7 separate regions of the Mus musculus genome follow, and regions 2, 3, 4, 5, 6 and 7 are each linked to region 1. Evidence: chromatin contacts called from public HiChIP or PLAC-seq, Micro-C, capture Hi-C and promoter capture Hi-C data. All regions are on one chromosome and are shown on one strand. The core of a region is the stretch at or near the end of the contact, and the rest is flanking DNA. Distances in the headings are between cores, read along the strand shown.

The links. Promoter capture Hi-C pulls out the DNA fragments that hold promoters and counts their contacts. Hi-C and Micro-C count contacts between places; a contact is called where the count stands out from the background. HiChIP or PLAC-seq counts read pairs in DNA pulled down with a chosen protein or histone mark. Capture Hi-C pulls out chosen DNA fragments and counts their contacts.
Region 2: a FOXA1 HiChIP or PLAC-seq map of pancreatic cancer cells shows a contact between it and region 1. The contact joins the enhancer-like site here to the promoter of Serpinh1 in region 1. A contact is called at or near these places in 4 of 39 promoter capture datasets (cranial neural crest, hematopoietic stem and progenitor cells, liver and 1 more) and 1 of 115 datasets of contacts at active chromatin or transcription factors (pancreatic cancer cells).
Region 3: a Micro-C map of embryonic stem cells shows a contact between it and region 1, with 4 times the contacts expected there. The contact joins the promoter of Emsy here to the promoter of Serpinh1 in region 1. A contact is called at or near these places in 2 of 39 promoter capture datasets (the 3T3-L1 cell line and embryonic stem cells), 1 of 484 Hi-C or Micro-C datasets (embryonic stem cells) and 1 of 115 datasets of contacts at active chromatin or transcription factors (embryonic forebrain).
Region 4: a contact with region 1 is called in a Micro-C map of embryonic stem cells, with 2.7 times the contacts expected there. The contact joins the promoter of Thap12 here to the promoter of Serpinh1 in region 1. A contact is called at or near these places in 1 of 39 promoter capture datasets (liver), 1 of 484 Hi-C or Micro-C datasets (embryonic stem cells) and 6 of 115 datasets of contacts at active chromatin or transcription factors (astrocytes, differentiating embryonic stem cells, embryonic stem cells and 2 more).
Region 5: a contact with region 1 is called in a capture Hi-C map of macrophages, with 4 times the contacts expected there. The contact joins the promoter of Chrdl2 here to the promoter of Serpinh1 in region 1. A contact is called at or near these places in 4 of 39 promoter capture datasets (liver, pre-B cells and stem cell-derived epiblast-like cells) and 2 of 9 other capture datasets (liver and macrophages).
Region 6: a promoter capture Hi-C map of hematopoietic stem and progenitor cells shows a contact between it and region 1, with 5 times the contacts expected there. The contact joins the enhancer-like site here to the promoter of Serpinh1 in region 1. A contact is called at or near these places in 3 of 39 promoter capture datasets (hematopoietic stem and progenitor cells and liver), 1 of 484 Hi-C or Micro-C datasets (the N1E-115 cell line), 1 of 115 datasets of contacts at active chromatin or transcription factors (embryonic stem cells) and 1 of 9 other capture datasets (liver).
Region 7: a contact with region 1 is called in a promoter capture Hi-C map of hippocampal neurons, with 2.5 times the contacts expected there. The contact joins the enhancer-like site here to the promoter of Serpinh1 in region 1. A contact is called at or near these places in 4 of 39 promoter capture datasets (hippocampal neurons, liver and pre-B cells) and 1 of 115 datasets of contacts at active chromatin or transcription factors (cardiomyocytes).

What each region holds. Positions count from the first base shown.
Region 1 is chr7:99,351,497-99,354,822 of GRCm38.p6, reverse strand. Serpinh1 (serine (or cysteine) peptidase inhibitor, clade H, member 1) reads left to right here and starts at 1,584. Exons shown (of 5, transcript NM_001111044.1): 1 at 1,584-1,770.
Region 2 is chr7:98,787,624-98,791,106 of GRCm38.p6, reverse strand. No RefSeq gene overlaps it. Among named protein-coding and RNA genes, the nearest start is that of n-TPtgg8, 26 kb to the left of the region's middle. Within about 2 kb of position 2,191, at least 26 of the 459 cell types and tissues checked have an H3K27ac peak or open chromatin away from gene starts, as enhancers often do. A contact at or near this core is called in pancreatic cancer cells, where this site is marked.
Region 3 is chr7:98,654,961-98,658,589 of GRCm38.p6, reverse strand. It overlaps Emsy (EMSY, BRCA2-interacting transcriptional repressor), which reads left to right and starts at 2,021. Exons shown (of 20, transcript NM_172280.2): 1 at 2,021-2,116.
Region 4 is chr7:98,701,429-98,704,642 of GRCm38.p6, reverse strand. Thap12 (THAP domain containing 12) reads right to left here and starts at 1,396. Exons shown (of 5, transcript NM_028410.2): 1 at 1,165-1,396. The coding sequence starts at 1,253. Gm15506 (predicted gene 15506) reads left to right here and starts at 1,715. Exons shown (of 1, transcript NR_144495.1): 1 at 1,715-3,214. It also overlaps the pseudogene LOC108167485.
Region 5 is chr7:100,004,983-100,008,425 of GRCm38.p6, reverse strand. It overlaps Chrdl2 (chordin-like 2), which reads right to left and starts at 2,022. Exons shown (of 11, transcript NM_133709.3): 1 at 1,779-2,022. The coding sequence starts at 1,860.
Region 6 is chr7:98,769,146-98,772,638 of GRCm38.p6, reverse strand. Gm33720 (a long non-coding RNA gene) reads right to left here. Exons shown (of 3, transcript XR_378355.1): 2 at 3,328-3,408; 3 at 2,798-2,912. Among named protein-coding and RNA genes, the nearest start is that of Gm33720, 7.9 kb to the right of the region's middle. Within about 2 kb of position 1,683, at least 70 of the 459 cell types and tissues checked have an H3K27ac peak or open chromatin away from gene starts, as enhancers often do. A contact at or near this core is called in embryonic stem cells and hematopoietic stem and progenitor cells, where this site is marked.
Region 7 is chr7:99,876,518-99,879,817 of GRCm38.p6, reverse strand. It overlaps Xrra1 (X-ray radiation resistance associated 1), which reads right to left. Exons shown (of 19, transcript NM_001164258.1): 7 at 351-448. The region is part of intron 4 of Gm38405 (a long non-coding RNA gene); the gene reads left to right. Among named protein-coding and RNA genes, the nearest start is that of Xrra1, 19 kb to the right of the region's middle. Within about 2 kb of position 1,342, at least 8 of the 459 cell types and tissues checked have an H3K27ac peak or open chromatin away from gene starts, as enhancers often do. A contact at or near this core is called in hippocampal neurons, where this site is marked.

The DNA of each region.
Region 1 (3,326 bases), core at 335-2,834:
AGTCCTAAGCGTTTACCTTAGGTTTACCTTGACCCAGTGTCTCCAGCATCCTGGGCCATCAGGCATGTGACGCTAGGCCTGGTACCATGATTTTTTTTTTCTTCTTCTCAAGACCTTTGACTCTGAGATCCTACCAAGCTAAGATTCCTTCACGAAGTTCAAAGACGTTGTGGGGCTTCTGAATGATATTATCATCTGTGGCAGTCACTTGCAAATCCGTATACTCTCTGATCCTTTGATTGGGGTCTAAGTCTATTAGGATCTAATATTTCCCTCAGCCCGAAGTGGGGAAGGCTGGGGGTCCATTCCCTCCCCCACTGTTCTCTATAACTGCAGAGAACTCATCTTTTGGGATGCTGAGTGCAAGGATACATCTGTTCCACAGGCTCTGCATCTGGGAGAAAGAAAATACTTATGAGTCTGTTGATTGAATGTGAGTGAATGCATACAGGGTCTCTCTGGGGCTGGGGCTGGGGCTCAGTGGCAGGATGCTTTCTTTCCTGGTTTTCCTGAGGATCTGGGTTCCAGCCCCAGTGCACTGAAAAGAGGGGGAAAAGCCTCTCACTCCACCTCCTCTCTAGTGATGTCCATCTGTTGTCTGTCATTCCACTATCAGAAGATAGGAGGATCCTAAAACAACAGGCCTCACCTACTGAATTCCCCACTAGCTGCACACACCCCTCACAAAGGAGGTCCTGAAGGCAGGGACTTTGCCCAGTTGTGCAGATTTGTGCATGACACTAGAATAGTAAAGAATACTATCAGTTAACTCAGGGCTCAAGAAGCTATCTCAGTGTAAGAGGTGGGGTGGGGCGGGAGAGCCTGAGATAGTGAGACCCTGAGCCCCAAGAGGCAATGGAGATAGGGAGGGAGGGAAGGAGATAGCAGGGATGACCCATTTGAGACGGAGAAAGGGGCAGTTAGGACTTAACATCAACCAAGGGTACTGGCCCAGAAGGAAAGTCACACAATGCTGTATTTAATTCATCCAGGATGTTCCCTGCTGTATACTACTTCATGTCCAGTGGAACCACCTAGGTGTCTGTCTGAAATCAGTTCAAGACTTGGTTGCCAGGGTGAGGGTCCAGCTAGAATTCTCAGGGCCTCTCCTCCCCAGGGATGTTTCAAGGGTGAACCCTGGTTTGGAGAGGGACCCCTGCCTCTGACTTTTTCCTAAGGCAAAGGAGAGGGCCCCTGACTAAGGAGTAGCATCAGGGGTCCCTGATTAAAGCTTGATAACAGTAGGCAATGGATCTACTGGGGCAGAGCAGGGTCATGTGGGGCAGAAGGGATATGTGATCAGAGCAGGCTTGTGTGGGCAACCCCGAGAAGACGACAACTCCAGTCCCCGAGCGCAGGACTTTGGAGCCTGTCTGCCTTCAGTTCACTCTCGAGTCTAAACCCTGCTTTTCCACGTCCAGGACCGCGGAATCCCAAGAATGCCCTGGCTCCCAAGGTCTAGCTGGTGCGGGAGGAGAGTCCCCTCTACCTAGTAGGGCGAGGGGGCAGTAGGACCCAGGGGCTGGGAGAGAGCCCGCAGGCACAGGGGCGGGAGCCAGGGTGGTTTGGGGGAGGTCTTTGGCTTTTTTTCTCCTCTCCGAGCCACGGCGCCCTCCGGAAGCGTTTCCAACTTTCCAGAAGTTTCTTGGGACAGGCAGGAGGGGGTGGGGCCAGCCATATATAGATCCAGGGCCCGGGGCAGTGAGCTGAGCAGAGCCTGTCTGAGGAGCGATTGCCCTGTCGGTCCCGGAGCAGCCCAGCCCGGCCCAGGTGAGGGGCGGGAGCGGCCGGGCGATTTGGGGTTGCGCATTGGCCAAGGGGGAACGGATCGCTCCAAAGCTTGGGGTCCTGACACAGGTGGGCAGTGAAAGATCGGACTTGGAACTGTCACTTGCCTGGGTTCCCTGGAGCTGCGGTCTAGTACGCGGACTGCCTGGTAAAGTACGGAGAAGTCTCAGCTCGGGGAAGGTTAAAGGTGGTGAGAGGGAATGCGTAGAGCTGGGACTAAATGCTGGTGACCTTCTGCACAACTGAGAGGGGAGGGGAAAGACCTGACTGTCCCATCGTCCACGGGGAAGGGCCAGCTCTGCAGTCCCTAACTCAGGAGTGGAGGCCCAGGGACCCGCAGTGATTGATCCCAGACCAACCTCCCCACAGGCTGTGTAGGGGCCTCTGAACCTAGCACAAGAGGTGTAGACTTGGTGTCTCATCTCTAGCTGTTAAGGACCCCCTTGCTTTGGGGAGCAGTCGCTTTTTAATCAGTATCCTATGTGGAAGGTGGCCGGACTTGACCAATTAGTTCTGCTTTCACCTCACCCGAAAGGGGTGTCGTCAGGGTCCACAGGCCCTGGGTGACTTGAGTCACCCTGGTCCTTCCGTCCACCCATCTGGTTCCTGCAGGGCGAGGACTTCCTCTGAGGCTTTGAGGTATCCTGCCTCCAGCTTGGGGGACATTCCTGAGCCTCCAGACGAAAGGAAGAAGGCATCCATTCCCTGTATGGTCTAACGGCCTAGCTATCAACTTCCTGTGCTTCCTTCTGGGCCCTTTGGCATCCAGGGCACGCATGGAGGCCCTTGGAAAACTGGGGGCTTTGGTTGCCTGGAAGTAAGGCCGAGGCCACACCCTACTCTCTGATAGTTCTGTACCCATCCCCCATTTCCGTCTGGTCCTTTGTCTCTCTCCGAGGATTCCCTGCCGAGGTGTTTTTGTAGTGGGTTGCTGTGTAACAGGACTCCACAGTGGTCGGCCTGGGAGCTTTGCTGAAGGCAGAGCCCCCGGGAGAAAGCCTGACCTGCTTGAGCCGAAGAGGCCCAAGCTGGGCCCTGGTTTCTGCCTCTGCAAAAGAGGTCATCCACCTCCTTACTCCGGGTACCCACTGGGGACTGGGCCCGACCGGCCTCTGCTCCCCACGTCTCTAGGGGTTCCCATTTCTTCACTCTTCTGTTTTCTTTCAGAATGAAAAAGGCAGGCAATGATCTCCCTCTGAGGCCCTTTCAAGGTACTTTAGACCCACCAAGTGTCTGAGAAACCCCCTGGTGCTCCTCCCTGCCTCCTGGCATCTGCTCCCCTTACAGGCTTCCCATCACAGGCTCCCTGGCCCAGTGGTGGACACGGCCTTTGGCTCTGTGATATCTTATATTTTTTTGGTTTTGTTTTGATGGTACTGTAAAATGTCTAACCTTGGCCGGAGGGCTGGCGTTTCCCTGTGGCAGATGGGCTGGGCTTGCCTGTGCAGATGGGCTGCGGGAGGTTGGCTTGCTTGCAGAGACTTGCCTACTTTCATCCCTAATGCTGGGCTTAACGGGGTGGCCCTTCTCCCCAGCCC
Region 2 (3,483 bases), core at 942-3,441, 560 kb after region 1:
AGAGAGATGGACAACTGTGCTCAGCTCTCTTCTTTTACTCAGTCAGGAAAAGACTGGGCCCAGATCCATGGAATGGCACTGCCTGTATGGTCCCCTAACCTCAGTTAACCCAGGTTAGAAACTCCCTCATAGACATGCCTTGAGGTTTGTCTCCTGGATGAGCCTAACTTTTTTGTGGTGGTGGTGGTGGTGGTGGTGGTGGTGGTAGCAGTAGCTGTAGTAATAGCAGCTGCTGTTATTATGGTTGTGATAATAAATTTGAATGAACACTGACACATGGGTGCCGCCATGTGTGTGTGTGGTAGTCCAAGGACACCTCTCAGGAGTCAGTTCTCACCTTCCATCCTGTTGAGGCAGGGTCTCTCCTGGCTTTCTTCTGTTGCATGCTCCGCGTTAGGTGACAGACATGCTACTGGGGTGTTTTCCTGTTTTCACCTCCCATCTCAGAGTAAGGAGTGCTGAGATCACAGAAGCATGCCCCTGCATCCGGCTTTTCCATGTGGGTTCACAGATGGAACCCGGGTTGTTGGGTTATATGGAAAGCACTTTGCCTGCTGAGCCAGCTCTCCACTTGCTCGGTGCTTCTCAACCTGTGGGTCGTGACCCCTCTGGGATTGAACGACCCTTTCACAGGGGTCATCTGAGACCACCAGAAAACACAGATAATTACTTTACTATTCGTAAAAGCAGCAAAATTACAGTTATGAGGCAGCAATGAAAATAATTTTATGGAAGAGAGTCACCACACCACAAGGAACTGTATTAAAAGGTCACAGCATTAGGAAGGTTGATAGCCACTGCTCTTGCTGATTCTATATCCTATTATCTAGAAAATGATATTAACCATCACAGCTGGATTTAAGATTCCTGTCCCAGCTGGGTGGCGGTGGCATGCACATATCTTTGATCTCAGCACTTGGAGGCAGAGGTAGTTGGATCTCTGTGAGTGAGTTCAAGGTCAGCCTGGTTTATAAATCAAGTTCCAAGTTACAGAAAAAAAACCTTCTCTTGAAAAAACAAAATTAAAAAAAAAAGATTCTTTTTAAAAAAGTGTTATTTATTTGAGTACACTGTAACTGTCTTTAGACACATCAGAAGAAGGCATCAGATCCTATTATAGATGGTTGTGAGCCACCATGTGGTTGCTGGGAATTGAACTCAGGACATCTGGAAGAGAAGACAGTGCTCTTAACCACAGAGCCATCTCTCCAGCCCCTAAAAAAAGATTCTTGTCCCAGGGTGCATTACTCTCCTGTCTGAAGTGCCTACAGAAAATGATCCATCGCCTCCTCGGTGTGGATGCTGAGTCTGGATGTGAGAGTCTTGGACAGGTCCTTTTGGCTTTCTGAGCCTTGGTTGCCTTAGCCCCATAGTTCCTAGGTTGAAACTATGAAATCTAGCTTTAAGCTTATAGTGAGAGTCAAAGGACGGCATACGCAGGTGGCTCAGCTCAGCACTCTGACATCAAAAGTATAGAAATGCTAGCTTTGACAGCCGTGTGCTCAGCAGAATTTTCCTTGATGGAGGAACATTCCTGTGCCCATTTTATAGAAAAGGAAAACTGAGGTCTGAGGCCATATGCCTGGGGAAAGAACTGATTCACACCAACTATGGGATTTTTGAGTACTCAGAATTCAAAGCCTGGCTTTGATTTGAGGCTCTTTCTCATTGGGTCTTAGAGAAATCTTTGGGGCCTCTGCCCTTTTGGCAAAGTCCAGATGGTTTCTGGATCCACCCACACAGCTGCAAGTGAATAGCCTGGCTTAAGGGAGACAGGACACAACCCTGGTCCCCAATGCTGGATATTCCGGAAGCCACACCCTGTTCCCAAGTCTCTCTAGAAGCTCTGGCAGTCTTATCTGTGAGGGGAGGGAAGGGGGAAGGTCAGATGGAGGAGAAAAGCAAGTGAGGGGAAATGGAGATGCCGTATGGGACCCTGGCACATGAGCTTGTCTACTGCTATCCTCGAGCACCGACTTCCAACCCAAACTCCACCCTCTCCCCAGAACTCCTGTGTGTCCTCTCTGGCCTCAGTTTCCCTGTCTCTGGGATAGGCAATAGTTGAGAGAGGCCTGTGACCTCCCTACCCCACCCCCACCTGCAAGAGCCCAAGAGTCTATGGTATTTCATTTATCATCCTTGTGGTTCGCAGGTACCAAGGCCGGCAGGCTGATTACTCAACAAGCTTGTTACGCTCCTTGGTGACTAATAGATTCTCTTCTGTTTATGTTTCAAAGCCATAGCAATAGCGTTGGCTCTCAGTAACGGCACTGAAATCGCCATTATTTAACCTGACCCTACCTACAATGATAAACAAGCCAGCCAAACCAGAGATCCTCAGAAAAGGGGGTGGGGGTGTCCACATCTCTTCTCCGGACCACTGGCTGGTGTTCTGAAGCTGGTGTGTCGGGAGACGGCTGGTCTGATGAAGTACTGAGAAGCTAGAATTAGATCATTTATCCAGTCCTTTCCAGCTCTGACCTACACGTTAAGACTCCTGAGATGGAGAGTTGAATAGATACCATCTTGACTTTGAGAGTTCAAGAGGGTAGGGTGAAGAGCCTGCCTAGGAGGCAGACAGCCTGGCTGCAGGTTCTGGCTCCACTACCTGATGGTTAGGTGACCTTGGGCAAGTCATATCTTCTTGGGGAGCTTGTACTGTCTGAGAAGAGACAGAACTAAGATGACCTCAGCCTGAGCACGGTGAACGCCTGCAGTCCCAGCAGCAGTAGCGCTGGGGAGAGAAGATTCTGAGCATTTGAGGTCAGCTATAAGGAAGTACTCCTGAGGAGAAGTACTCAGCACACAGTAGGCACTCAGAAGCTACAGCTGTGCGTGGACTGGAAGTTCAGCAGGACGCAGAGGCTCAGGACTGACAGCAAAAGAGACTTGATACTGTTGTTCTTCCTATGGGGTTGCAATTCCCTTCAGCTTCTTCAGCCTCCCCCCAACTCTTCCCTTGCGGTCCCCTGATTCACTCCAATGGTTGGCTGTGAGTATCTGCATCTATCTTAGTCGGGTGCTGCTAAAACCTCTCAGAGGACAACCATACCAGGCTCCTGTCTGCAAGTACATCTTGGCATCAGCAATAGAGTCGGGGTTTGGTGTCTGTGGATGGAATGGATCCCAAGGTGGGGCAGTCTCTGGATGGCCTTCAGCCTCTGCTCCATTTTTGATGCTGCATTTCCAGTTCCATAGGAAGAACAACAGTATCAATTCACAGGACTCCTCAGAGCTCCCAGAGACTGAACCACCAACCAAAGAATACACATGAGCCAGTCCATGGCTCCTGCTACATATGTAGCAGAGGACTGCCTCATCTGGCATTGGTGAGAGGACAGGGACTTGGTCCTGCGGAGGCTTGATGCCCCAGAGAAGGGGGATGCTAGAGGGTGAGGCAAAAGTGGGTGGATGGATAGGGGAGCACCCTCTTAGAGGCAAAGGGGAGGAGAGTGAGGAGGGAGGTTTGTGGAAGGGAGACTG
Region 3 (3,629 bases), core at 772-3,271, 700 kb after region 1:
CTGCCAAAACTTAAATTCTTGTTTTATCAATCTACTTATGTGGGACCTTAGGGATGCTTTTTAACCCGTACCAAGGACCTATTATGTAAGAGATGGAGGGTCAACTCTAATAATCTGTCACTTATTTTTGACTTACTGTAAAAGTTTTTGTTGTCTTAAAAGATTTACTTTCGGTGTCTGGGTATTTTGCCTGCGTGGATATCTGTATACTACATGTGTCCAGTGCCTAAGGTACTCCTGTAACTGAATTAATGGTTGTGAGCCATATGGGTGCTGGGAATAGAACCCAGCTTCTCTGGAAGAGAGGCCAGTGCTCTTAAGCACTGAGCCATTTCTCCAGCTCTTTAGAGACAGGGCTCTACTATGTGAACCCTCTCAGTTCACCAGTTCCTGAACAACTGTGCTTTCCCATTTATAGAGTGGTGAAGCTTAATTACGCCTGTCTCACGGAGATGCTGCAAGAGTCAAATCATAGAATGTCTGTTAAATTACAAAACCTCCTATTAAAACTTAATTTACCAGTGAGGTGGTGGTGGTGTACACCTTTGATTCCTGTCTCGAGAAGACTTAATTTACTACCTTGCAAGGTATTCTTAAGAAACTGACCTCAAAATAGGGTGCAATAAGAAGGCCAGGAGAGCTGTATAGGAAATGGTCCTTTTTATTTCTGACTAACCTACAGCTCCATTCAGGAGCAGGAGTAGACTCATATGCAGTGGTTCACAATTTACTTAAAAACTTCTTCTTTTTTCTTGTTTTGGTCTCGGTGTCTCTTGCAGTCCAGTCTGACCCTGCATTCCTCATCTTCTTCCACTTCTACAGTGCTGAGATTATAAATGTAATTCATAATGAACTAGGAAAAGAACTTTCATTCACGTTGTGTATCTTAATATTCCCACAGGGTAGTTTTTCTCGTGTGTCCATCCTAACATCCCTTAGTGCTAGGAATCCGATTCAGGTCTCCAGGTCTTGCACATACTTGACAAGCAATCTGCCATTGAGCTAGATGTCCTCCCAGTGGTTACCCTAGTTTTCACGGGAATCTGCTAACAGAAGGATGCACACTAACAATTCCTCAAGATTTGCACTTTCATTGCATCCGATGCTACCAGAGTTCTTTATTTAGAGGGAGGACACAACAAAATTCGATGGGATTTATAATACTAGAAATTAACTTTGAGTTCTTGGATCAGAGAAACAATATATTGGGTCCCTATCGATCTGTAAAATAGGGGCACAAGGCCTCCACAACATTGTGTGGTTAAGAACAAAGGCTGATGGTGAACCTACCATGTCGTAGTGCCTCAAGTAAGTCCCTTCTTCCCTTTGTCAGATTTTGCACGAGATATCACTACCTCTCCTACTTCGTACATGGCGTAACTCCAAGCTGAGACCGCTCGGATTCCTTTCCTCCACTTGCAACTCCTAACACCGAGAAAGGTGTACGGGCCACTGTGAGGTCTTCTCTCTCCGTAGTGGATAACCTTTCTTGAGTTGTCGTTTGGGTGGCTGGAAGACGCTGATGACTACTCCCAAGCGTCTACGGAACCAGATCTTAATCCTCAACTGGGCATCAGGGACCAAGCTGTGTTCTTTTCATCCCAACCCTCGCTAGAGTGAAAAGGTCGAAGCTCAGCTCCAATTACAGACGCCATCTTGACCGCTACGTGTGACGCCACACGTACAGCCGAAAGAGCAGCTGATTGGCTGGGAAAGACCGGAGGATAGGCGCGCGAAGCTGGAGACTGGAGGGTAATGTAGAAGCCGAAAGGAACTACACTCCCAGACTTCCTTGCGCATGTGACCAGCAAGCAGCAAGAGAAAGAGGAGCGAGGTTGGACTCGGACTACAACTCCCACTAGGACCCGCGTTGTCCGCCCTTTCCTTTCAAAAGGCAGAGGAAAAGGGACAGGAAGAATGGAGGCTTTTGAGTGCTCGTTTCTCAAAAGGCGGGAAAGGCGAACTACACCTCCCGGCGAGCCGCGCGCGCCTGCGCCTGCGCTCTGGTATCTGTCGCCATCTTGCCCCTTCTGAGGCACCGCAAACAAACCTAATTCCTGGTGTCCCCTAGTCTTGGCGGAGGAGCCTTTTAGATGAGCCCCGAAAGGCCGGGCAGGTGGGTGTCTCTCAGGCAGGGTCCTGGGAAAAGCTGGCAGGCTATCCAGGGTAGGGGAGCGCTTGGCCAGGCACGGGGAGCCCGGCTTGGGTCGGTCAGCCCCATCCTCCGTTGTTTCCTAACGGGATCGCGGGGCTCCCTCAAGTGGACTGAGGGCGACTCCGGCATGCCTGGTGATGGGACGCCGGAGGTCGAGGTCTAGGAGCCCCGAGGCGACTCCGGGTTGTCTGACTGTCTGTCCGTGCCCCCGCTTTTTCTCCGTTGTCGTCTCCGCTGAGGAGTGCGCGAGGCGCGGACGCTGGCCAGGGTTCCCAAGACTGGCTGCTGGCCGCGGGGGCGCGGGCTTGACATTGGAACCCGCTCGGAGCCGCGCGGGCGAGGAGCCGGGCGGGCTGCTCTTGTTGTGGTGCTGTGAGCGAGTGCGTGTTTAGAGAGGGGGCGGGGCGGGCTGCCTGCTGACACTTGAGCGGGGGACGGAGTCGGTGCGACCCCGGTGCCGGGAGCACGCTCCGGCTTCTGCTGCCCGGCTTTCCTTTGCTGTGCGGCCCCGCCGTGCGTTTCCCTGGAGGGGATGCTTTGGGATGCCGTGACGTGGTACCCGATTCGGGCGGTCGCCGGCCGCCTCCGAGATTCTACCGGGAGGCGGGGACTGGCTTGGGGAGCGAGCGGATTCCTTTGGCTCTGCCCCTTCCTCCTCTCCACCCCCTTTCTTTATGTCATCCTGCCAGCTGGGGCGCGCCATCCAGTTTGGCTCGCTCAGAGTTGGTTCTGAGCTCAGAGGACTATGGGAAGTAGGGGGAAGGGGGCTCCACTTGAGGCCAAGAGTTGGAGTTAGCAACCCAGAGCCTGGAACGCAGTTGAAGAGTCATATCGGTTTAGTGTTTGACTCTTAGGCTGGCTCATTCATTCATTCTACTCTGCTGCTGACCATCCATTTATCAGTTTAACAGATGTTAAGGAAGATCTACTGAGTTCTCAACCTGTAGTGTAGTTTTGTTTGACCAAGGAATTCACAGTGCGAAATTCTAGGCTTTTAAACTTTTGGTAACTGGTCGAAATGACTCTTTTTTTACTGCCAAAACTTGAGAAAAGAGTTATTGAGTTTCATTTATCCAAATGACATGCTCCACCGTTTGCTTATTTTATCTCCTAACTTATTATTAAGGAAACTGGCAGAGGTCAAATCACTTGTCCAAGGTTGCACAGGTGGTAGAGTCTGTTTGGCAAGTCATATGCCAGCCACTATGACAGAACTTGGCTTGCCCTGTTTTCTAAATAATACTTGAAACAAACTTGGGATTACTTTTTTTTTTTTTTTTTTTAAAATAAAGGCATACAAATTGGGTTCAGAGAGGCCAATTCACAAGGATGAAACAACTAATTATGTTGTAAAGCTGGAACTGGAACCAAGAAGTGTTTGACTTTAAAACCTGTTCTTTCCCCTGTTAGTATGAGCTGGGTCATTGTGCTCTCAAATGGTGTTTTTTTTCCTTTGTCAGGAGCTGGAGTGTGG
Region 4 (3,214 bases), core at 147-2,646, 650 kb after region 1:
ACTCACACTACAGCCCTAACTGGCCTGGAACTTACTCTAACCCAGGCCTGCTTCAAATCTCAATTCTCCCTGCCTCCTCAGCGCTGGGATAACAGACAATGTCCACTGCTCAGCTCCCTGGCTATGCTTTTTTCTTTAATCTGCTCTGGTATATGCACGAGCGTTTTGCACTTTGAGCATACCTGGTACACAGGAAGGCCAGAAGAGGTTGTGTAATCCCCTGGAACTGAAGTCACCTAATGTGGGTATAGAACCCAGGCCTTCTGCGAGTATAAGTGCTCTTCAGCATTGAGCTATCTTTCCACCTGTTCCCTAGCTAAAAGCCCTTCCAACCCCTGCTGTATTTTTCTTCAGGATATTTTTCATTATTGGACACGGTATTATAAATATTTTACTTGCCAATTTCCCAAGACTTGAATGTAACCTCTGAGAAGAGGGATTTTCATTGGTTCATGTTACCCACTCTCATACTCTGACCAATTTCTACCAACTGTCGGCTTTCAATAAATATTTGCTCAATTAATATCATGCTATATTCAGCGCTCGTTGATAGATCTGCTCTCTCTCTCTGTGGATTAGGTGCTTTCTGCCGTCCGTGACAAAATTCACTCGAGTCTCCAGCACCTGACATGAGTACTTCAAACATGGTTAAGCACTGATTTTTAAACGAATGAGCCAACAGGAGAGCTCTGAGAACTACCTGCAGTCTATCACACTAAGTCCCTATGATTCTCAGACTACGTCCCAGATTATAAACTACCCCAAGGAAAAGTGAAGTTGCAATACCATATTCCCACGCCCTCACACTTGTCCTCTGTGGTCCCAACAACCAAGGGAGACAATGAGTAACGGTCGGCATTTGAACACTGGGTTGACAAGTCCGAAGGAGGCAGTTGTGACCTGATTTAAGATCAAAGAAAGCGGCTCGCCTCCAAACAGAAACACTGTCCTAGAAGAGACCAGTGACGCGGGGGAAGGCAGGGCCCCTGGGAACACAGCCCTGGAGAAGGGTTACTTCTTTGACAGCTAAGGAACCGCGTCGGACCACCAAAGGCGCTAAGCGCCCACTTCATCCGCCTTCGCGCCCCCGGGTGGCACCCACTGGGCCGGGTGCCCGCGAGCGCACGTGCGCGCAAGTCCCTGAAGCTTCCGCGCCCCACTCACCTGGCCGGGTCCCGCGGGAACCTGAAGAAGGCCAGGTCAGACTGCGTGCTCTTCCGTGTGCAGTTGGGGGCAGCGCAGAAGTTCGGCATGGTCGTCCGGCCGCCGGCCGGTCCAGCCCTCCCCTCCCCGCCTCGTCAGGGCAGCGCGGCCGCCCCGCGGGGCCGGGGAGGGGAGCTGGGCCGGCCGGCCGGCTCCGCAAGGCCGCGCGCGGAGGAGGGGCTGGCGCGCGAAGCCGCGAGGGGCAGGAGGGGCGCGCGGGCCGAGGCTGGGCTGGGGCCGCGGCTCCACAGTGCTGTGTGCGGCCGGGAGGATTTACCGCCGCCGCCGCCGCTGCTGCACCTCCAGCCCGCCCGGGACGCTACCGCCTCCTTCCCACAATGCACCCTGGCGCTGGAGGGTGCCCTCTCTTCCCTCAGCTATCCGCCCCCGCCCTCTTCGCAGGCGACCGTCCCTGCGGGCGGGCATGCGCACTCGAGAGGGTCGGGCCAGCTGCGTAGTCTCAATGCACATGCGCACAACCCAACCCGCGCAAGGAAGGAATTGCGCATGCGCTGTAGTCTCCCCGGGACTGGCGAGCGCAACCCCGGGTTATTCGGGTAGGTTTGCTGTGTGCGGGTTCCTGCAGATCCAGGGCAAGCTAGAACGTTACTTCACGGCTGCGTCTGCCCGGCTTGTGTAAAAGTTGTCACGGTTCATGCGTCCATTGCGTGAGTCACCGTAGACTCTTAAAGGCAACAGATTCGGGATGACCCTTGCGATTGCTTTGAAACAACTCGCGGGTTGAACGCAAACATGAGTTGTAGAGGATTTAATTTTTAACCCGTTTTGCCTTCCGGTTACTCTGTGACCGAATTAGTGCTAGATTGCTAGCCGCACACCTTGACTAGACGCTAGGGTAAAAGCTCAGAAAAGCAGTAACTTCCTTGGTGGTTTCCAGAGAGGCAGGAATAGTGCAATGATTAGGCCAGCAGCACCCTAGAGATTTTTACCTCAGGCTTCTCACAGTCCTGGCCTGATAACGTTCCTGTATGGTTTTGTTTCAAAATGAGTGGCCGCTATTTAGAACAAAGTATCAAATTTTGCGTAAAATCGAACACGTCTGCAAGTAAGACCCACCACTTTTGAAAGAAGCGTATGGGGGTGAAGTGGTGTCGAGGGCTTGAGTATTTGACTGGCACAAAAGGTTTAAAGAAGGGTGGGAAAATGTCTGAGATGATCCATGAAGTAGTCGTCCAGTCACCCACAGAACGGATGCAAATATCCAAAAGGTCACGGACTTTGTGTGAACAAGCAGTTAACAGTGAGAAGGATGGCTGAAGAAATTACATTTAGAGAAAGAAACCATTAGATTCATTCTGAAAGGAAACCTGAACACGAGAAAAACGTCTGTCAAAGCTATAGCAAGTATTTTGAAGGATCAGCCTGAACTTGGGGAAATTTGAGTGTCCATCTGGTCATTCAAAGGAAATTAAGAACGCTAGTTTATAGGTGAGGGAAAAGAGGACAAGTTCTGAGATGTGGAGTTAGCTGCAGCAGAGTGCTGATGAGGAAATGGCTCTGCCTGTGTAGAATCCCAGAAGTCGGGCCCCTGCCAGCCACCTTCTGCAGGGAGCATGCTCAGAGAGTAGGAGATCTGACGACTGCTACGGTATCAGACATGGAGATGCAGCGTTTGGAGTTTGCCCAGCTGGTTTCCTGTCTTGCTATTGGGATTACAATAAAGTGATTGGATGAATCTCAGAAGAGACTTTGAACTTTTTTTTAAAAGATTTTATTTATTTATTTTATGTATATGAGTACGCTGTAGCTGTCTTCAGACACACCAGAAGAGGGCATTGGATCCCATTACAGATGGTTGTGAGCCACCATGTGGTTGCTGGGAATTGAACTCAGGACCTCTGGAAGAGCAGTCAGATCTAACCATTGAGCCATCTCTCCAGCAACTCTGAACTTTTAACATTGTTGAGCTGCTATAGACTGGGGACTCTGGAAATTAGACTAAATGTATTTTGTATTATGCTATGTTTAGCTGTGGCCCTTATAGCCTCAT
Region 5 (3,443 bases), core at 773-3,272, 650 kb before region 1:
GAGATAATCCGATAGTAGACACAGAAGAGAAAGCTCTTTCAGCCATGACACCACCAGGATCTTAATGCTCCTCCCAGAATGCCAGGCCACCTCGCTTTAGTGATAGTCATTTTCTTGAGTGTCTGGGGTTCTGTATTTATGGGGGAGGTAGCCAACTGAAGAACCTAGTGACAGAAACAGACAGGAAGGCTCTTGGAGGCACAGAGGAGGGGAGGTCAGAAAGGGAGCTGGTCACCAGGTAGAATTTTCTGGAAGAGGTGTCTGAATTGTTGAAGGTGGTCATGGTGGGCAGACGGGGGCTTTGAGTACTTCTGAGCCATCATCAGAGTGGTTCACCCAGGGCAATGGTATTGGAAAGGAAGCTGCAGGGCCAGGGTCAAGTCCAGGGCAGGCATGGCAGTCCTCTGAGACTAAGTCTCCTTCAGTGGACAGCAGGCAGGCTAGGAGGAAACTCTCAGGGCTTAAGGAAGGAGGGGGTATTTACTGAATATTTGACAGTATGCATCTGAAAGCATCACTCCCTTTAGTCCTCCCCCACATCCTTAGACCTTGGTTAGTAGCTCTTGTTTGCCGATGAAGAAACTGAAGTTCACAGAAGTTTGAAAAATGACTCAGGTGTAAGAGGCAGTCAGGAATTGAAGCCAAGTCTGAGCTCTCTGTGTTGTCTTATGAGACATGAGGGTGTCCATAATTCTCATGCCACTGACAGGCTAGGGGACGTCAGACAGACATGCAACATTTCCATTCCCAGAAGCAGGACAGAATCTAGCCTCACTAGCTCCACAAAGCCAGTAGCCAGTCAGAAGCAGAGCTGGCAGGTGGAGCCAAGCCTGGAAAAGGTTGTCAGCTAGGGGGTGGGGACCTGGGTCTTCAAGTTTGGTGGCCTGGAGCAAACTACTGTCCTTGTTGGGCTCTGTTTCTTTATTGGGGAGGTTCAGAAGGAGTCACCAGCATAAGGAGGGGCAGTTAGGAAACAGAGGCTGTGGTCCTGCATAACCTACTGTTTGAAGTGGAAACTCTGGGGGCTTAGGCAGCTGATACACTTTGATGAGGCCACCTTGTAGCATCTCTATACAAGCTGCTCTGCCTGCTCCCTGTCATTTAATACATTTAACGGCTTTAAGAGGCTCCTATTTTATAGATTAGAAAAGAGATGGTGAGGTGCCCTCCGTGTCTGACCCATCAGCTGGCACACAGTGAGGCTGGGAAGATGAAGAACCTCATCTTTTTTCACCACGCCCCGATGCCTTCCAGTCTCACAGCCCCACATCGGGGTGTCTCCCAGACGCTGTAAAGGCAGGATTTGGAATTAGACTCTTGGCTTTGGATAGCTTACCAGCTTCGGAAACTTTCTTCTCTTTGCCCTGCCGATTTTACTCATCAATTAAATGTAATGATGACACCTCATGGAGTGTTGTGAGTATCAAAAGCGATAATGGACTCCACTTTGTTCATCTTTCAGCCCAGGAGCTCATCAGCCTTTCCGTCTTTCACACTCAACACATCAGGCTGCTGGGAGTAAAGTCCCTTCCCACAATGCACACTGCTCTTCCCCCAGCAGCACCCCAGAAAGAAACTCTGCCAAACTTTTCTCCCCCCAAGACTCACCAGCCCACACTGGTCATGGAGCAACATCTACCCCTGCTATGCAGGTGCTGCCTGGATAAATGCAAGCGTTAAGGGGTCCCCAGGTCCTAACTAACATCTTCCAGCAAAGTACATCCCACTGGTTCGCATCCCTCCCCTGCCTGCCCAGACTTTGCCTGGTTTCTACTTACGGGATAGTGCTTGCGAGTCCAACGGGAGCCAGAACATCACGAGTCCCAGCAAAGAGGGGATGATCCTCACCCCGGGAACCATCCTTCCTTGTCCCAAGGTCAGACAACCCCGGGATGAGCCGGGAGAAAGTGAGATAAGGACACAAGTAAGTCCTCAGAGGACCAAGTAGGACCGCTGCTTGAGGAGTCGGAAAAGCAAAGATGAAGAGGAGCCAAGGACAGGAGAGGTCTAAGGTGAGGATGAGAGGACGGTGGGGAGGGGACGAGGAGAAGAGAGAGAGAGAGAGAGAGAGAGAGAGAGAGAGAGAGAGAGAGAGAGAGAGAGAGAGAGAGAGAGAGAGAGAAATTAGTTGGGGAAATGAAGAAAAAGGCTATGGCAGAGAGGGAGAAGGTGCTAGCTAGAGAACCGGGATCTGCGGGGTGCGGTCACCGGGGTGCAGTGTCCCTGTGGCGCTGGCTGGCGGCGGCGCGGCGGCGCGGGGTCCGGCGCGGGTCTGGGGCGCGGTGGGGCGACAAGACCCTCGGTGGCGGCGCGGGGGAGGTTGAGCGCTGCCGCTGTGCACGCCTCGGGCGCCAGACGCCGCGCTCGGGCGCATTTGTACTTTGCCGCGGGAAGCCTGCAGCCCTGGGCCGCCCTAATGCTGGCGCCTCCTCTGAGGCACCGCGAGCTCGTGGATTGGCCACGAGAAACAAGCCCATTTCTCCCCCTCCCCTTTAGTGCAGGGCTGGGAACCTTCGCTCCAGGCAAGGCGCCGAGTGGAGACGAGGGGGCTGGGGAGGGGGAAGGGGGCCACAGACGCCCCGGGTTTTAACCCCTGGCTCCCCGCGGTACGCAGCCTGCAAGGGGAACCAACCCAGTTAGATTTCAGATGAAACTGAGTGGGGAAGGTCATAGTACGGGTCTGGGAATCTCAGGATTGGGTATTTGGTGGGGGAGTGCAGAGACACTTGCCATTTTGAACACAGTCTGTGTGCTTGCACATAGCGCCTAGGAGAAAGGTTTTCTCTCCAGCACTAAGATAATGATTTGAGTTACTTTAAAAGTCTTCAATATCGTCCTGCAAATGTCGCAAAGGATTAAATAAGATTTGGAACATCAAAGCACTTCAACTTTGGAGGAAAGCCATTTCAGGTACCTGGAATCTCCCATTGGCAGGTGGTGGTCCTAGGCATCATCCCCAGATGAGAGGTAGCTTTGCTATGGAGTCACTGCTGCTACCACTTACCAAGCAGCCCAGGATGAACTCTTTCTACAGGCGAGGCCCCACTGCTCTGCATGCGCCAGTGACAGCCAGGGTCAGAGCTTTGTCCTTTCACCAGAAGGTGAGCACGCTGATCCAGAACCCCAGCAGCCTGGGCAGGCTGTTGCTCCAGACCTCATGTTAGGTGAGCTCCTGAACTAATAGGACCCTAAGAAAAGAACAAGCTCTGTCCACCCCAGAGCACACAGGCTCTGCAATGAGAGGGCAGACTCAAGGTGCTGGCGCCATCCACAGCTTGCTGGGCCACTGTGGGCAAACACAGTCGTCCTGGCTTTGGACCTTGATTCCTGAGCATCTCTTACACAGCTACCAGTGTCTCAGACCAGGACAGGTGTAAGGATGGAGAAGTGGCAGGCCACACCCCATTCCAGGTTATCTGACTGGCAGGGTTAAGGCTGCACTC
Region 6 (3,493 bases), core at 434-2,933, 580 kb after region 1:
TGCCTTGTCTGTGGCTTTGGCCTTGTGAGCTGCAGAAACTGAAGTCTGAGGCTCCTAAATGTGACTCGTCATAAATGTGACTCATCATAAATGTGGGGCAGGTGGATAGAAAGGAAGAGATTGAAAGAAAGAAAGAAAGAAAGAAGAAAGAAAGAAAGAAAGAAAGAAAGAAGAAAGAAAGAAAGAAAGAAAGAAAGAAAGAAAGAAAGAAAGAAAGAAAGGAAGGAAGGAAGGAAGAAAGAAAGAAAGGAAGAAGGGAAAAGATAAATACATGATGGGTGGGTGAGCAGATAGACAAATGGATGATAGATAGGTAGGTGGTGGGTAGATAGCTGGCTGGATGGGTAGATGAGTGGATTGATGGGTTTGGTGTATGAGCAGACCGGTAGTAGGAGGAGACATGGTGGGTGGGAGGGTGGGTGGGTGGGAGGGTAGGTGGGTGGGTGAGTAGACTGGATGGATGGATGGAAGATGGGTGGGTGGATGATGGATGGGTGTGGTGAATAAGTAGATGGGTAAATGGATAGATGATGGATAGGTCCCTGGAGCAGAAAGGTAGGGCAATAATAAGAACTTGTGTGTGTACGCACATGTGTGCATGTGTGTTTGTGTATACATGCCTGTGTTGGAGAGCACAGAACATTAGAGTATCATATAATGTGAAAACAAGAGATGAATTGTGACAGTGAGAGAGTGTGTTCAGCCGTAAGTGTATCAAATTCTCACAAGGCAAGCTCGTGAAATCTGCCCTAAATCTCTGCCAGAGAGCCCTAGGCTCTGGGCTCTCTGTGACACAGAGAATCTCCTAAGGACATCCATCATGGCCCCCCAACAAACACCCTCTCCCCAAAGCATCCATTGGGTCAGAGGCCAGAAGCTATATCGGGGTGTGTGTTCCAGCTCAGGTCAGGTCCCTGCTAGCCTGAAAACATGCCCTGGGTACAGAACATGAAGAAAGGGCATGAGGTTCCAGGCACTGAGTCTGACATGAGGAGGGGAGGGCTACATCAAGGCCTCCAATGGCTTGGGGATTCATCCAAGGCATTTTAGATAGTCCTTTCCATCTGTTCAGCTGGCAGGAGAGGTGTCTTGGCCAATGTCATACTGTAGAAACAGCGCTGTACTTGACCCCAAAGCTTCCTGTAAGAGCTATTGTTCCCAAAAGGGGGAATGAAAATTGAACCCAGTGAGAAGGAACCAGGACAAGACTAGCCAAGCGACTGCTGAAAGGGAATATGGCTGGGGAGAGATCTCAGTTAGCAGAGGCTGAGGGGCCTCCCGGGGTGCCCTGCACTTGGACAGGAAACAGAAACCAGGAACCAGTGGCACACTTTCAGGGTGGAAACGTTCTTTGTCCTGAAGTGACTGGCCTTCCGGGTCCAGGGGGTTGAGGGAAGAGTGTCCAAAGAGGAGATCCGTGGGACAAGAACAAGATGAAACAGGGGAAATCAGGAGAGAAGTTAGTTTCCTAATTTAGTAATTTAAGAACTCAATTAAGGACTCAAAATGGAAGATCAAGGACAATTTTCTTAGAGTTTATAGCAAAAACCCCATGGCTGGCAAGCTGTAACCCCCCACAACTGCCCAGAGGGTAGGAATGGAGAGGGGAAGAGAAAAGGCCACACGACGTAAGCTGGTAGGGAGGTCAGATACATGGCAGACAGGCAGCCCCATGGTGGCAGAGAGGCTTTAAACAAAGAGGAAGGAAGGCAGAAATGTTGGAGGGAAAGCCTAAAAAGAAACAATGCTTAGAAAAGAGGTGGAAAGGAGAAGAGAAGTTACACTTTTCTGAATGATTCGGAAAATGGGCAGACATAGATGCTATATGGCTGTTGTTTCTGCTTACATGGACGGTGTCCTGGGACTCAGAAGCCCAGGAACCACAGAGCTCTGAGAGGAAGTTTCCTCAGCAGAGGCGCTGCTGCCCCCAGCTGAGCTGAGACGCTTAGGAGCCTCAGCTCCGCTCAGCTCAGCGACTTCTCTTCCTCCTTCCCTTCTTTGCCTCATTGTTTCTTGTCTTCTTCTGACAAGAGAGTCACACCAGGCAGCAAATTTCATAAAAAGAGATTTATTGGAGGGTCTAGGGTGTACTGGAACACTGCCCCACCTCAGAGGTGGGTGGCTCCTCGGCTCCTGTGTCTCAGAGCCCAGGAGTGGTTGCCTATGGGAGGGGCCTGGCTGCTGGAGCTCCTCCGGTTGGGGGTGGGGGAGGGTGCTAGCCACTTTCCTGCTTTGAGGATTTGCAACCTTTACAAAGGATACAAAGTTTACAAAGTATATTAACATTTACAAAGGGAGTCCACAGCAGGGAAACCCTTTCCTCACACTTGAGTGGTTTGAATATCCAACAGCTATAGCCCCTTGGCTACTACACTAATGGTGGCTTGGGTTGTGGTAGCAAAGGTACCTATCTCATTAAAGAACTAGTTATTCCATCTATCTCTTTAGCATAGCTTAAGGTGAGCCCCCCCCCCGGCCCCACCCCACCCCCTTCTCAGGGGTGGTCCCTTGGCTAAATTGAAGGACTTGGCCTAACTGAAATGTTCCGTATCCACCTAAGCCAGATACTCTAGTCTTTTGACCAGAAGGAATTCTAAATGCTAAAATAGGGGTATGTTTTACAGGGGGAATCAGGACGCCCTTTGAGCTTCTTAGTTTCCTTAGTAATTTAAGAAAGGACTCAAAATGGAAGCTCAAGGACAATTTTCTTAGAGTTTATAGCAAAAACCCTAGCTTGTGGACTGACTGTGATAAACCCATGCCCCTGGGCCTCAGTGTGTCTGTCTGTGAAATGGTGTCATAATTTCCCCGAAGCTCTTCCCATATGGCTTCTGGGCAGTTCCAATTATGAGGGAAGGAGCTCCAGACGTCCTCTGATGTCCCAGCATCCTCCTGGGTTTGGTGCCTGGGTTCTGTGGAGAAAAGGGGGGGGGGGGCTCTCATTTATTCTGTGGTCTCAATGAATCACCTGCACTCAGGCAGGGCCTTACCCAGCCTGCCCCTCTCTGCCCTGCCCTGTCTATCTGAGAAACAGTTCCCCTGGGTCCCCATTGTTCTCAGCCCTTCCCCAGATCACACTCCTAATCCAAGTTCTGGGGACAATGCACATTCCATTCCAGGGAGGCTGGAGCCCCCACCTCTGCCCAGTCTCCTTCAGAGAGGCAGTGGAGCTGGGATCTGTCCCTGAGGAAGGGCCAAGCTACCTGCCTCTCCCACCTCTCCCAGCTCAGGGCCTCTGAAGCTCTTCCAGCTGGCCCTGAAGAGGGCCTGTGTTTCTGGATGCCTTGGCCAGGCCAGGCCTCAATAGGGGGATTCGGCTCCACTCACCTGGACTTGGGCCAGGCTCTTCAGCAGACAGGCTGGGCAGTTCCATATAGCAGTTGCCCTCTTGGGACTTCAGTTCCTACTCTGTGGAGGAAGGTGGAGACAGCTGAGTGTGGTCATGAGCAAACCATAAGCTTTGCCCTCTGGGCCCCTAGGTGCTACTCTTGAC
Region 7 (3,300 bases), core at 93-2,592, 530 kb before region 1:
TTAAACTCACTTTTCTATAGATTCCTCTGAATATGAATGACCCTTGGCACTTACATTCCAGGGTCATACACCTTGGCCATAATTACCTGTCTGCCATCAGTACCACTAACACTATTACCTTCACCACCATCACCACCACCATCCTCCTCCTCATCATCATTATCATTGTCATCATCATCATCACCACCACCACCATCACCACCATCTTCTCCAGAGGCCAGAAGCAAGAAGCAAGAGCCTAGCAGTGAAGGCCCAGAGAACCTTTGTCCAAAGTCATAATCTGTCGAGATGCCTATACTCATTCTTACAGGGGAACAGGTAGGATCAAAAACTTCCTACCTCCAACTTACTTCCAATGTCTTGAAGTCTCCATATTTCACGTAGACCATCTTGATGCCATTGAACGCAAGCTCCAGTTCCTTTAGAACTGGAAATGTGTGAAAGACATCTACATGGAAACGGGGGGGGGGGGAGAGAAAGAGAATAAGAGAGGATCTTGAGCTTGGAAAGGCTTACAGAGGAAGATGCTAATGATCATTCACTGAGCTTCCAGCTGTGGGCGATGCTTTATGTTGCAGACCTCAGATCTCTAACCATAAGGTTGGAGAGATGGTTTGGAGGTTAAGAGAATTCCCTGCTCTTGCAGAGTATAGTTCAGTTCCCAGCGTCCACCCTGGGTGGCTTCCAACTGCCTGTTACTTCATCTCTAGGGGATTCCAAGAAAAATTTAAACCTCTAGCTACTTCACTAACAAGAATCCATTCATCCTATCACTGAGGAAATGACATCTCTGGAAGGCTAAGTGACTTATTTGAAATAAGGTGGCTGGTAACTGGGAAAACTAAGGCTCGAATGTTAAGTCTGTTCAAATGGAAGGCCTGTCCATTTAAAACTGATATATATTATTTTCTCTTCCCAATCCAGGGGCCAACCTAAGGGTCTTGTGCATGCTAGGCAAACTCTCTACCACTGAGCCACACTCCTAGATAACCTCTGATTAGAGATGCTAACATGCTTACCCCAAATAGTCAAACATCACGGGGAAAAATGTTCCTTTAATCCCAACATTTAGTGTCAACTGTTCAAAATTTTATGTATATACCTAATATTTTTCTCATGTATGTATTGAAATACAGTTTTCTTCTTATAAAAACAGAATACATGCTGTACAGTGGCTTTTCTCCTTTCACAGTTTGATGTGAAGATTATTCCAGGTTAAACTTGTCCAGCATCTTAGTTATCTTTCTAGTATAGACATGCACTCGCTTTTCCTGTTGGTAGTGTGTAACCTATGTGGGAGGGAGGTAATCAAGGACTCCTTCTTGCATGACAACTGGATCTTAGATTCACTTTCTAGGCCTGTTTCCCTGGTAACCTAAAGCACATGCTATGGTAACTGTGTTACTAGGCAACTATTGCTTGTGGTAAAAATGACTGCAGAGTGGAAAATTATGTCTGGACCAGGAGAAGGTATAAATTATAAATGCCCGAAGGGGGTGCTTCTCTTTAAGTGGTGACTCCTAGAATCAGACATGTCCTTCATGGGTATTCTGTAATATAGACCTATGGAATGGCACATTGGTTCCTGTGTTGATGAGATTTCCAAACAAGGGTGATCCCTGCATTTACCCAATGAGAGTTTCTGTCCAGCACCCAGGGTGACTCTTGGCTAGTGGACAACCCTGCAAGAGAGTCAACCATGGGAACTCCACTGTAGGACTCCTGAAATCCTACAGGAACACAATGTAGAATCACTTAGAAGCTTCTAAGTGAACCTGGTGTACTATGTAGCCTACAAGAGCTTGAGAGTCAGGAGGCTCAGTAAGGTCAAATAAGACACTGACTGGGGGAATTCCCTTGGGTAAGTCTCTTTCTGTGGAATATATTCCTAGAAACAGAACTACTAAAGGCAGTGACTATCTCAACTTTTAAAAGATTTATTTATTTACTTATTTATTATATGTATATGTTCCTGTGTGACACTGTGTGCAGTAAGTATGTGCAGAAGCCAATGAAAGTGAGAAGAGGTCACTGGATCCTCTGGAACTGGAGTTACAGGTGGCTGTGAGTGGCCCCCATGGGTGCTAGAAATTGAACCCAGGTCCTCTGCAAGAGCAGCAAATACTCTTAACAGCTGAGCCAGATCTCCAGCCTCATCTTAAATTTTAAGAGACATTGCCAAATTTCCTTTAAGGACTCACACAACTTTCTTATATTTGACTTTCACCGAGAGTCTCCCTTGACTACGCAGGGCTGGCTGTGGTTAGCATCTTTCATACTTGCCAATATTTGATGGACATAAAACTGTGTACTGGTGTTATAGGTGGCTGTGAGTGACCCCCATGTTTTTGTCCTTAATGAAGCTGGGCATTTATCAGGCCTTTTGGCCTGTTTATACCAAGGCATTCCTAGCAGAATACACTTTCTTCTAAGGCAAGGATCTTATTAGATGCTTTGATGGACGCTATCCTCCAACTCATTGAAACAAACTCATTGACACACCCCTTCTAGAACTGTCTCTGGGTATCCCCAGCCTCATCCCTGCCCCTGTGATTCCCATCTCTTCCCAGATCACTCTCTCAATCCCCTTCACTCCCCATCTCAAGCTTCATTCCCCTCCCATGGAAAACCCCTCCTCTCTGAGATTCCCTGGTTAAAAGCCTTCCACGCCTCTTCTGTCTAGAGGACTAAGCTCAACTCTCAAAGCCCTTGATAATCAAGCCCTTGCCAGTGCATCTAGCCTCAGTTTTTCTCCCCATGTATGCCTTGTATACAATCTTCCCAACAAGGCAGTATCATTCCACAGCTGCCCTTCAATCCAAAGCACCGATTCCTGAGTCAATTTCTTGTGTGTGTGTGTGTGTGTGTGTGCGCGCGCGCGCACGCGCACATGCAGGTGTCAGAGGACAGTTTTTCAGGAGATGGTTCCCTTCTTCTATCATGTGAGTCTCAGGGATCAAATTCAAGTCACCAAGCTTGGCAGCAGGTGCTTGCAGCCACTCGACCATCTTGCTGGCCCAGTGTATTTATCTTTTGATCCAGTCTCAGGCACTCTTTCCTAGGTTTCCTGACTCACTGGACTGGGTTAAAGTCCCTCTGGGATGCACACCTGGTGTCTCCTGATTTCCCTGTACCAGTACTTATATGTACCCTGCTTTTGATCTGAGTCTGAAACCATCTCTCCTACTAACCATAAGCTCTCCAAAGCAGCAACTGGGCGCCTTTCTCGATAAAGGCCACACAGTCCTGGCACCAGCAGGGGGCACTGTAGATCTGCTGAATTAAGGCTTTCTCTCTCAC